Regions from separate parts of the Arachis hypogaea genome. Here region 1 is linked to region 2. A link is a contact called in public Hi-C data. All regions are on one chromosome and are shown on one strand. The core of a region is the stretch at or near the end of the contact, and the rest is flanking DNA. Distances in the headings are between cores, read along the strand shown. Region 1 holds the start of LOC112720461 (protein REBELOTE). Region 2 holds the start of LOC112720458 (pentatricopeptide repeat-containing protein At5g39350).

Region 1 (4,540 bases), core at 1,021-3,520, 250 kb before region 2:
TAGAATAGTAGAATCAGTGTAGGCGGGATGCAGCAAAAAGAAAACCCTAATCATCAGATGAATTTTTAAAAAAATATATTAATTTTTTATTTATTTTTAATAAAAAGAGTGAAAACTCAAATGAAATTAATTTTATGTGAAGTTTATAGTTGAGAGTTATGAATTAATTTGACAGGTTTGATTAAATTATCATTTAACAACTCTTAACTATTAATTTTACATGAAGTTAACTGCATCTGAATTTCTATCTAAAAGGGGTAATATCAAGGTTCTGAAAACCGAACCGGTCATCGAACTGTTTTAGTTACTGGTTCACTAGTACATTGGTTCAACCATAGTTCAACTGGAAAAACCGATTTATAATAAACGCCTGATTCTATAAAAATTCAATGAATAAAGCAACTGGATCTAAACACTCTTCTACTGTGTTTTTTTACTTCAAAAGGGGAGCATAAACAACTAGTTCTATGAATAAACAAACTACAATGATATGCAATGCCAAAAATAGGCCAATGATGAAATAATAAAGGGCTTCTCTCTTCAATTCTATGTTCAAGCTTGTAGCAGACCAGAATAAACAGAATAATACCGTTGAAATAGTCTTTCTTCTTAATTCTTATATACCTCAAAAAATTTCCTGCAAAATGAAAATTGAACACAATACACAGCTTTAAAACAAAAACAAAACAACACTCAGAAATCAATCACCTCTTCCAAACACAACCTTAAAACAAAACAAAACAACATTCAGAGTATGAGCATTGATCACAAAAAATTGATTTCTGAAACAAAACAAAAACAGCAAAACAACATTCAGAGTTTGAGCATTGATCACAAAATATTGATTTATGAAACAAAACAAAAACAGAAGAACAACATTCAGAGTTTGGGCATTGATAACAAAAAATTGATTTCTGAAACAAAACAAACACAGCAAAACCAGCAGAACAGCATTTAGAGTTTGAGCATTGATCACAAAAAATTGATTTCTGAAACAAAACAAACAATCAACAAAACAATGAAAACAGAATTTTTTTTCCCTTCAGAAGAAGAAAACAATGAAAACATGAAGCATATAATAAATCAATGATCACCAATATCCAGCAAGAATCTCAAAGACAACAATAAATACACAACAACAATTTAGCAAATAAACAAGAACAAGACCTTAATAGAAAATCCAACAAATTATATCGTAGAAACCTAACAGTTTAGCAAATTAAACAACAGCAGCCCAACAATTTAGCAAATTATCAACTTAACAAGTTCAAGAACAGAGAATCACAACAAAAACAAAAAAAAAATAAAATAACAGAAGAACAACAGAACAACAACACGAACAATTAGCAAATTAACAAGTTCACACTACAGTTAAAATTTACCAGAAGAACACTAATGCAAGTGGAATCATCATGCTAATATGTTTTCTACAAAGATGCTATTTGTGCAGCTAAAATTTCCTAATTACTAAGATCCAAATATTCTAATTTCACATGCAATCAACTTACTAAGTTTCTAAAAGCTAGAAATGATAAACCAACCCGAAATATGGTTAAAGCATTTCATCAAACATGTTGAGTGCGGTAAACTTAAAACGAAATAAGAGAATTCAAAGCTTAATTTCAATGTGATAGAGAAGAGAACATAACTATTGTATACTTTAATTCAGTCTATGAAAAAAATCCAAACCACTACCAAATCAAATAGTTACTTATTGTAATAGAAATAAGAAGTTGCAGAGTTTGAAGCAGCGTATTGGTGTTGTGTGAGTGGATTGTCTGGTGGCGGGTTTAGGGAACTCACAGCGGCGACAAAAGAGAGCAGTTCGACGGCTAGGTGGAGCGCGCGGGTTGGGCAGAGTTTGAAGCAGAGCAACGTGGCTTCCAGACGAACGCGAATGCGAACCCGAACGGTGAACGGCGAGTGAATGCGAACGGTGAACGCCGAGCAAACTTGAACGGCGAAGAACGCGAACGAAGACGCGAACGTGAACGGCAAACAAACGGCGGCGGAAGCGCGGCTGGGCAGACAAAGACGACGGACGCCGAGCTCGAGGAAGCAGCTGCGATCGGTGACAGTGAACAGGGGTTGAAGACTTGGACCACGAGGGAAGCTAGATAGAAGGACGGACGGCGGCAGTATGCCACTCCTTGCGGCGGTGTAGGCTTACAGTGCTAGGGTTTTTTGGCTGAGTTTCTGCGAATGAAATAAAGGGAGGGAGATAGGGAGAAAGAAACGAAGGAGCTTCAGAACCAAGAGGGAAATAAGCCAAATTTTCCAAAAAACGACCCCGTTTCTTTTAAACCGGTCGGTTCACTGTTCCGTAATTCTTCTCCGGTTTTTTGAGAAACGGTTTCAGGGAGCAACCCGGACCACGATTACTGCCGGTTCACAGTTAGCCGGTCCGGTCCAATTTTCAAAACATTGGGTAATATCGAGTTTAGTTGCAATATTATTATGGTGAATGTTATAGTGCCTAAAAAGTGGTGCCTATTTACTAAAAAGGGTTAAAAGTTATTATTTAATTTAAAAGATATAAGAATAAATAATTTTTAAAAAATCAAAACTTACTACAAAAAGTAAGTTAGGCAAAGTTTAGACAAAAACTCATAGACACTATAGAATTGGCCTATTATTATTTACTATTGAACTTATGCATTAGTTTTAATTTACTCCTTAAATTATTTTAATTGTCTCTGTTTAGTCTCCAAATTATACAAACATGATTTACATTAGTTTTTGAGATAATTTTCTACACACAAACATTAATGAACTACTGATATACAGTCAGATGTCACATTGAACCTTAAAATGATGCAGTTGGTTTGGACACTCAATAGTTCAAAAACCATATTCTATACTTATTTTGGGAGAAAAAGTTTTAATAAACACTATTACGATGTTGTTTTTGAGCTATTTAAGTGTCAAAACTAAATTGACATCATTTTATAGAGTCTAGCATGGTATTCGACTGTCTACGTTAGCATTCTGTTAACTAAGTGGCAAAAATTATTTTATGGACTAACATTAGTTACGTTTGTCAAATTTAAAAATTAAATAGAGACAATTAAAATTTTAGAGATTAAATTGAGATTCGCATACAAGTTTAGGATCACACAATATTCATTTTCATATCATATCCTATACAATTCTTCTAAAAAATAGTCTGCAATTAGTGGAGTTCATCGCTGTCATGATGCCACTATTTATGCATCCTCACCAGTCATTGCCTCCCCATGCCATGCAACGATTCATAGTTTCATACATATATGATTAGCTTAATTAATTTATCTTTTTTACGTGAGACTTTGTCTTTTTCATTTGTCAATACATATTTGGTTTATTCCTTCGGATGAAATGTCATATTTGGTCCCTGAATTTTTAATCGTGCTTCAATTATACTCTTGACTTTAAAAAATTACCAAATAAGTTTCCAAAATTACAAAATATTATTCCTCGTTAGTCCTTTAGTAAACTGACATTAATGAGATGCTGATGTGGGATGTTAACTGCCATACTGGCTGCCTAATAAGTAGTTTGACGTAGACACTACAACATGTAAAAATGGTGTTCTAAATTAATTGTTTGTGCTCAAATCAATCCCATCATGAAATTTAAAACCTTAAATCCCTAAATTTGAGATCATCTTCGTTCTTTTCTTCTCTTTGTCTAAGAGATCTCGAATCTGAAAATCATCTTCGCATGGTTGTTGAATAATGATGGATGGTGGAGATACAAGTCAAGGAAGCTCAGATAGAAACTACTCAAGTGGGAGGAAAGGCATTCGACCCAGAGTTGCTGCCAAGAATGCAGTATTTTGCAACTACGGTTTGCGAGCAATAATCAAGTTTTTGAAAACACCAAAAAATCCAAGAAGACCATGTCATGGCTATCATAATTATGAGGTTTGTAGTTTGTCCAAGAAATTTCATGTTTCATACATTGAGGAAAGCTGATTTTAGCATTTATTTCTTCTCTTTCAGCATTTATTTCTTTTCTTTGTAGTATGGAAGCCATTGTAATTTTTTTCGTTAGGCTGATGGATACGATGGACAACAAGGTGTTGGTCAATTTCAGCAAGAAGTGGTGAATGAGTTTAAGTGGAGGCTAAAAAATTTGAAGAATGATATTAGGTCACTAAAGATGATGATGATGGTTATAGTGTTTTTGGCAGTGACTATCACTACTGGTCTTGTTGCTTGTTTGGTTAGCTTTTTAGTAAACAAACAATAGATAATAGAACTTTAGGATCCTGAATTTTGTTATGTATAAGCTAATATAAGATACTGTGTTATGCAATCATGAAATTAAAATGCAATATTGAAACAAGAACTTTCATTCATTTTGAGTTTGTGTATTTCTTAGCACCAAACATAATTTTGCCACATACATTATTAACAACATTAACATGATAAAAGATAGATATTTCCAAACCCAGCAATCCTAAATTCAGATTTCAAACAGTAATTATATAACATAACATAAAGGGTTAAGTTCAATTTTGGTCCCTAACGTAGGGGTCAAAAATTTGTTTCGTCCC
Region 2 (4,868 bases), core at 397-2,896:
GTTTATAGTTGAAGTTATATATTTTGTTAAGCTTGTGTATCGATGTGAAGTTCTAGGATTGCCTTTGGCTTCCCGGAACCTTACATCTTATATATTGGGAAATGTTACCATACTGAGAACCTCCGGTTCACATATCATATGTTGTTGTTATTTTTCAGATGCAGGTCGTAACCCACCTCGGTGAGCTGTGGGATGGTGACAGACCAGAGGATCTTTTGCTACCTCTTTGTCTTTTGGATATTATGTTGTAGTTCTCTCACTTTTGTACTTTGCACTTTGTTGCCTTAGAGACCTACTTTGAGAGATAAGTTGTATATGTTGTTTAACTCAAAAACTCTGTTATGTCTGTATATGACTAGTCGGCCTAAACTTTGCGGGCTGCGGCTAGTACTCTATGACATACATACATACATACATACATACATACATACATACATACATACATACATACATACATACATACATACATATATATATATATATATATATATATATATATATATTTTGATTATTATTATTTTACGTCTCATGTTGTATCTTGTGGCTTTGCGCTTTTTAGTTATCGTGTGTGAACGCTTCGCGCTTTGTAAATCCGCTTTATGCGATTTTGAGCTTTTATTCCTTCCTCGAGCTTCTAGTATTACTATTTCCTTCTATATTTATTACTACATGAGTTTTAGAACTGTCGTGACGCTTCGTCATTCTTCGCTTTACGGCTAGAGGTAAGGCTTAGGGTAATGAGTTGTTACACTGGGCATAGTGGATCGGTGTCGCCTCGAGCGTCACAACTTCAGGATTCGAAAGAGACAGCCCACCATCAACAACCACGTCACAGACCACAACATACAACTCCATTATATGTTGCGGCATTAGCCGTGTATGTACGTCGAATATTACCCTGACATGCTGATCCCCATCAATCCAAAATAATTGGTTGGTAAATCCACCGTTCGAAAGGTGTGTTCAGAAATCTATATGCAACCCACCCAACCTCCTTCGTTCCTACTCCCCCATTTTGCTTAGCATGACTGTCTTTAGCGCATCCAGGCTATCAACCCGATAAGTGCACAACATGACAGTCTTGTCAGACTCGAAAATCACTCCTTCATCACCGTGTCTGACTATCCCATTGGGATAAACCACAACAAAAAAGAATTGATTATTCTCCATCAGAATAAAACGGAAAGAGAAAGAAAAGATTGGTTTGTGAATTGTGTGAGGGGAGGTATTGGGATGGGCTCTATAAATAGACTTATTCTACAACATATCTTGGTGCATAGACATCTACACCATAATACGCATATCCTGAGTGTTAAAACCCTAATTATATACTTAACTACATCTCGAATGCTGAGGGGGCATTAGGAAGCTGGGTTTATCTCGGATGCTGAGATCTCATCACAAAATGCGCGTATCTCGGATGCTCAGTATCAAATATCAACGCATGTTCATATCCCGGGTGCACCCTAAATGTGACTCACGGTCACTCTATCACAGAACGGGGTCTATGTATCCGAAATACGCCCATTTTTAAAAAATCCTCTCAACGTCCGAGATGTGACCAAAGATGCATTTTTGTAATTACCTCACCGTTATTCATTTTTATAAATACTATATTTATTTAATTTAAATAAAAAAAATCCTCATGAGTGACATGTTGTTTTGGACTTATTTCTCTTCGGGCCCAAAAGCCCGTGCCTACCTTAATGAAGCCCAAATGGCTAAACCCTAGAGCCCAACATCCAACCGCGGCTGCTACCTATGCTCCTTCCCGTCGCGTTTGCCGTCTGGTGGTGCTCCGCCATTCGCCTCTTCTCCTACTCCGTCTTTCACCGTCGTTCTGCTTTTCCCGTATCTCCTCCATTAGTCGTCGGTGGTGCTTCGTCTTCGCCTCTACTTCTTCTCCGCCGTGCCTTCTCCTTCCTTTCTCCCCTTCAGATTCAGGTACATCTTCATTCTCCATCTCCATCACATCTATTTCAAAATTAGAAATAGAATTTCTTTAATTGTTAGTGTGTTACCTGTTAGTTTGTTATTCTGTTAGTGTTAGAAATTTGATCATTGATACTCTGTTATTTTATTATGGCAGTTACTTATTCTGTTGATTAGGGAGGGTTGTGGCTGTTCAATGATTCTGATTTAGTTGGAGTGTTATACATTTTTTTCAGGAATCAAGCTGTCTGAGAATGTTGATTAGGAATCATGCTTTGTTTGTATGCTTGTGTGTGTTAAATTGTTATATTAGAATCAGAACATAGAGTGCTTAAGCATGAATTGTTATTGCATAATTGTGAAGGATCTTCATGCACTATAGCACTAGAAAACTTCTATTTTTGATTTATCATGTGCTTTATGGTGGAATTATGAACTTAGAATGCTCATATTTGAGCAAATTTTCTGTAAGATATATATTTTTTGTATTATGATTGTTTTGTTTATATGGAACAAAAAAAATCGTAGTAGGTAAACTCTTACGAGTTAAGTCTAGGTAAGCTGCATGGTGTCTTGCTCTTCCGTTGTGTCTCAACTATGCAGTCTCGGGTCTGCTCTGCTGTCATGTCTCCGGCATGGTGTCTCATCACTGTTCCGCCTTTGTCGTGAGTTTGAGTTTGTTTTCTTGCTTTCTTTTGCCATTGTGCTGCCATTGAAGAGAATTGCCCAAATTAGGCATTGATTTTTGAATTTGTTTTCATGCTTCGTGATTGTTCTGCCATTGTTGTTTGTTATGCTCTTTGTGTAACTTCAGTGTGTTGTTAACTTGTTTTAAGCTAGATGATTAGGGATACAATTTATTTAGTTACAATAAATAGTTGAAAACCAACTTTGCCTGCAGAAGGTATTTAGTTCAAAGCATGCATGTAACATGTATTTGTTATGATAACTATAATTTGTAAAATCATGATAATATTAACATAACAACCTCATACAAAGCTTTTTTTTTTCAGGCATTTCCATCTTCCAAATTCTGAATGGAAATGGTTGATTATCTAAACAAAAGGTTAAAGAGAATGAATCTAACCATTATATCTCTTTTGTTTGAACAGCTGCATAACAGCATAACTACGATAACTGCTTCGGTACTGATTTCTCTAAAATATGACATGATCCAATCAACAAATTCTCCAAACAGGGTGCATTAATAGAACATTTAAGTAGTGTAATCATCAAAATGCAAACTTTGTAGAATTTTCGGAAGTAGTTTTCTATTGTTGCAACTTCTCAAACACGGTCAACACAGACCTTGAAGTTCTATCCAAGCTTGCTAGCACTACAACAATAAGTGCACCATGGTTGAGAGCTATATTAAAAGAATAGAATCGATATATTTCAAAGTAAGAAGCTTAGTATGCAAGACTTAAATGGAATGGATCTAGCCTAGTCAAATGGTATGCACTATGCACCCATTTCTCCTTCGCAACTGAGGTATGTTGTTCTGCTGTAGAATCCTCGAGTATCAATTAGTTTATACTTTATATAGAAATCTGATTTTACTTGGTGTATGTATGCTGCACAAACAATTTGTATTAATTTTTTTATTCAATTTTCTGCACTCCAAATAGCCATGATGTTTTAAGATTTTCCGTACTCTTTTAAGAAAGGCAATCTCACAACATGCAGCACTCTATTGAACAATGCATAGCCAATTAGATAGTTGGTAAAAGCAGGAAAATTTACATCCATTGGCTAAGACTACATAACATGCAAGAACATCCAAACGACTCAGGCAAAAAATGAAATGAATGGCAACATAGACATGCATATAGCTCCACAGGATAACAAAAAGTACACTCTTCATTGATGGTGTAGTCATATTCCTTGTGGCCAAGGAATCATAACATTCTTCTTTCTCTTGTGTTGCAGAGGAGAACGCCTATGAATTGAAGCCATTTGGAAGATAAAAAGGGGGTCAAATGTCAGCCAATGAAATTGGCCAAGTGTTCACTCCTGTTCTGTTTGTGTTAGACCTTAGGCGTGTTAGGAAGAGAAATAGAAGATTCAAATGAGAATTTAGAACCTATTTCAACAGCAACGCTCCATATTAATGAGGGTATGGCCACTACGCTCACAAAGAGCATTTTCATTCTTACCATCTCCACCAACACAAACCTCAATCACATTACAAGCATGCTCATCTTCCAAATCTCTCACCAAAGCAAAACAGATTCACCAGCAAATCATCATCAATGGCACACACCGCAACCCTTTCTTTGCGACGAAACTAATCCAGCTTTACATTGATTGCGATGACATATCTTCTGCATTGTTCTTGCTCCATCACCTGCACCCACCTAATGTGTTCGCCTTCACCTCCATCTTGCGGTTCTACTCCAGACATGGGCAAATGCGCCAATGCATAAGAACCTATGTTGATTTGAGGGTAATGGGTGTTGTCCCAGATGGTTACGTGTTTCCCAAGGTTTTAAAGGCATGTGCTCAATCTCGGTGGTTTGAAACCGGTGTTGCAGTGCACAAGGATGTCATCATTTTCGGGTCAGAGTCCAACTTGCAAGCTCGCAATGCTGTGCTGGATATGTACTCAAAATGCGCAGACGTTCAGAGTGCTCAAAAGGTGTTCAATGAAATGTCTGAACGAGATGTTTTTTCATGGAATTCAATGATGTCTGGGTATGTGTCTAATGGGTTGTTCGAGGAGGCTGTGCGACTGTTGGGATTGATGAGAGCAAGTGGGGATTGCGAACCGGATGTTGTGACATGGAACACTATGATGGATGCTTATTGTAAGATGGGGCTTTGCAGTGAGGCCTTAAGGGTCTTTCATCAAATTAAGGATCCTAATGTTATTTCATGGACAACATTAATTTCAGGTTATGCTGGTGTTGGGAGACATGATCTTGCATTGGGAACTT

What was found. A called contact is a pair of places that touch in the nucleus more often than the background predicts.
Region 1: a Hi-C map of leaf shows a contact between it and region 2, with 2.4 times the contacts expected there. The contact joins the promoter of LOC112720461 here to the promoter of LOC112720458 in region 2. A contact is called at or near these places in 2 of 8 Hi-C or Micro-C datasets (both in leaf).

The regions. Positions count from the first base shown.
Region 1 is chr11:18,447,617-18,452,156 of arahy.Tifrunner.gnm2.J5K5, reverse strand. LOC112720461 (protein REBELOTE) reads right to left here and starts at 2,270. Exons shown (of 16, transcript XM_072206553.1): 1 at 1,804-2,270; 2 at 590-637.
Region 2 is chr11:18,197,221-18,202,088 of arahy.Tifrunner.gnm2.J5K5, reverse strand. LOC112720458 (pentatricopeptide repeat-containing protein At5g39350) reads left to right here and starts at 1,646. Exons shown (of 3, transcript XM_025771403.3): 1 at 1,646-1,944; 2 at 3,045-3,423; 3 at 3,862-4,868. The coding sequence starts at 4,043.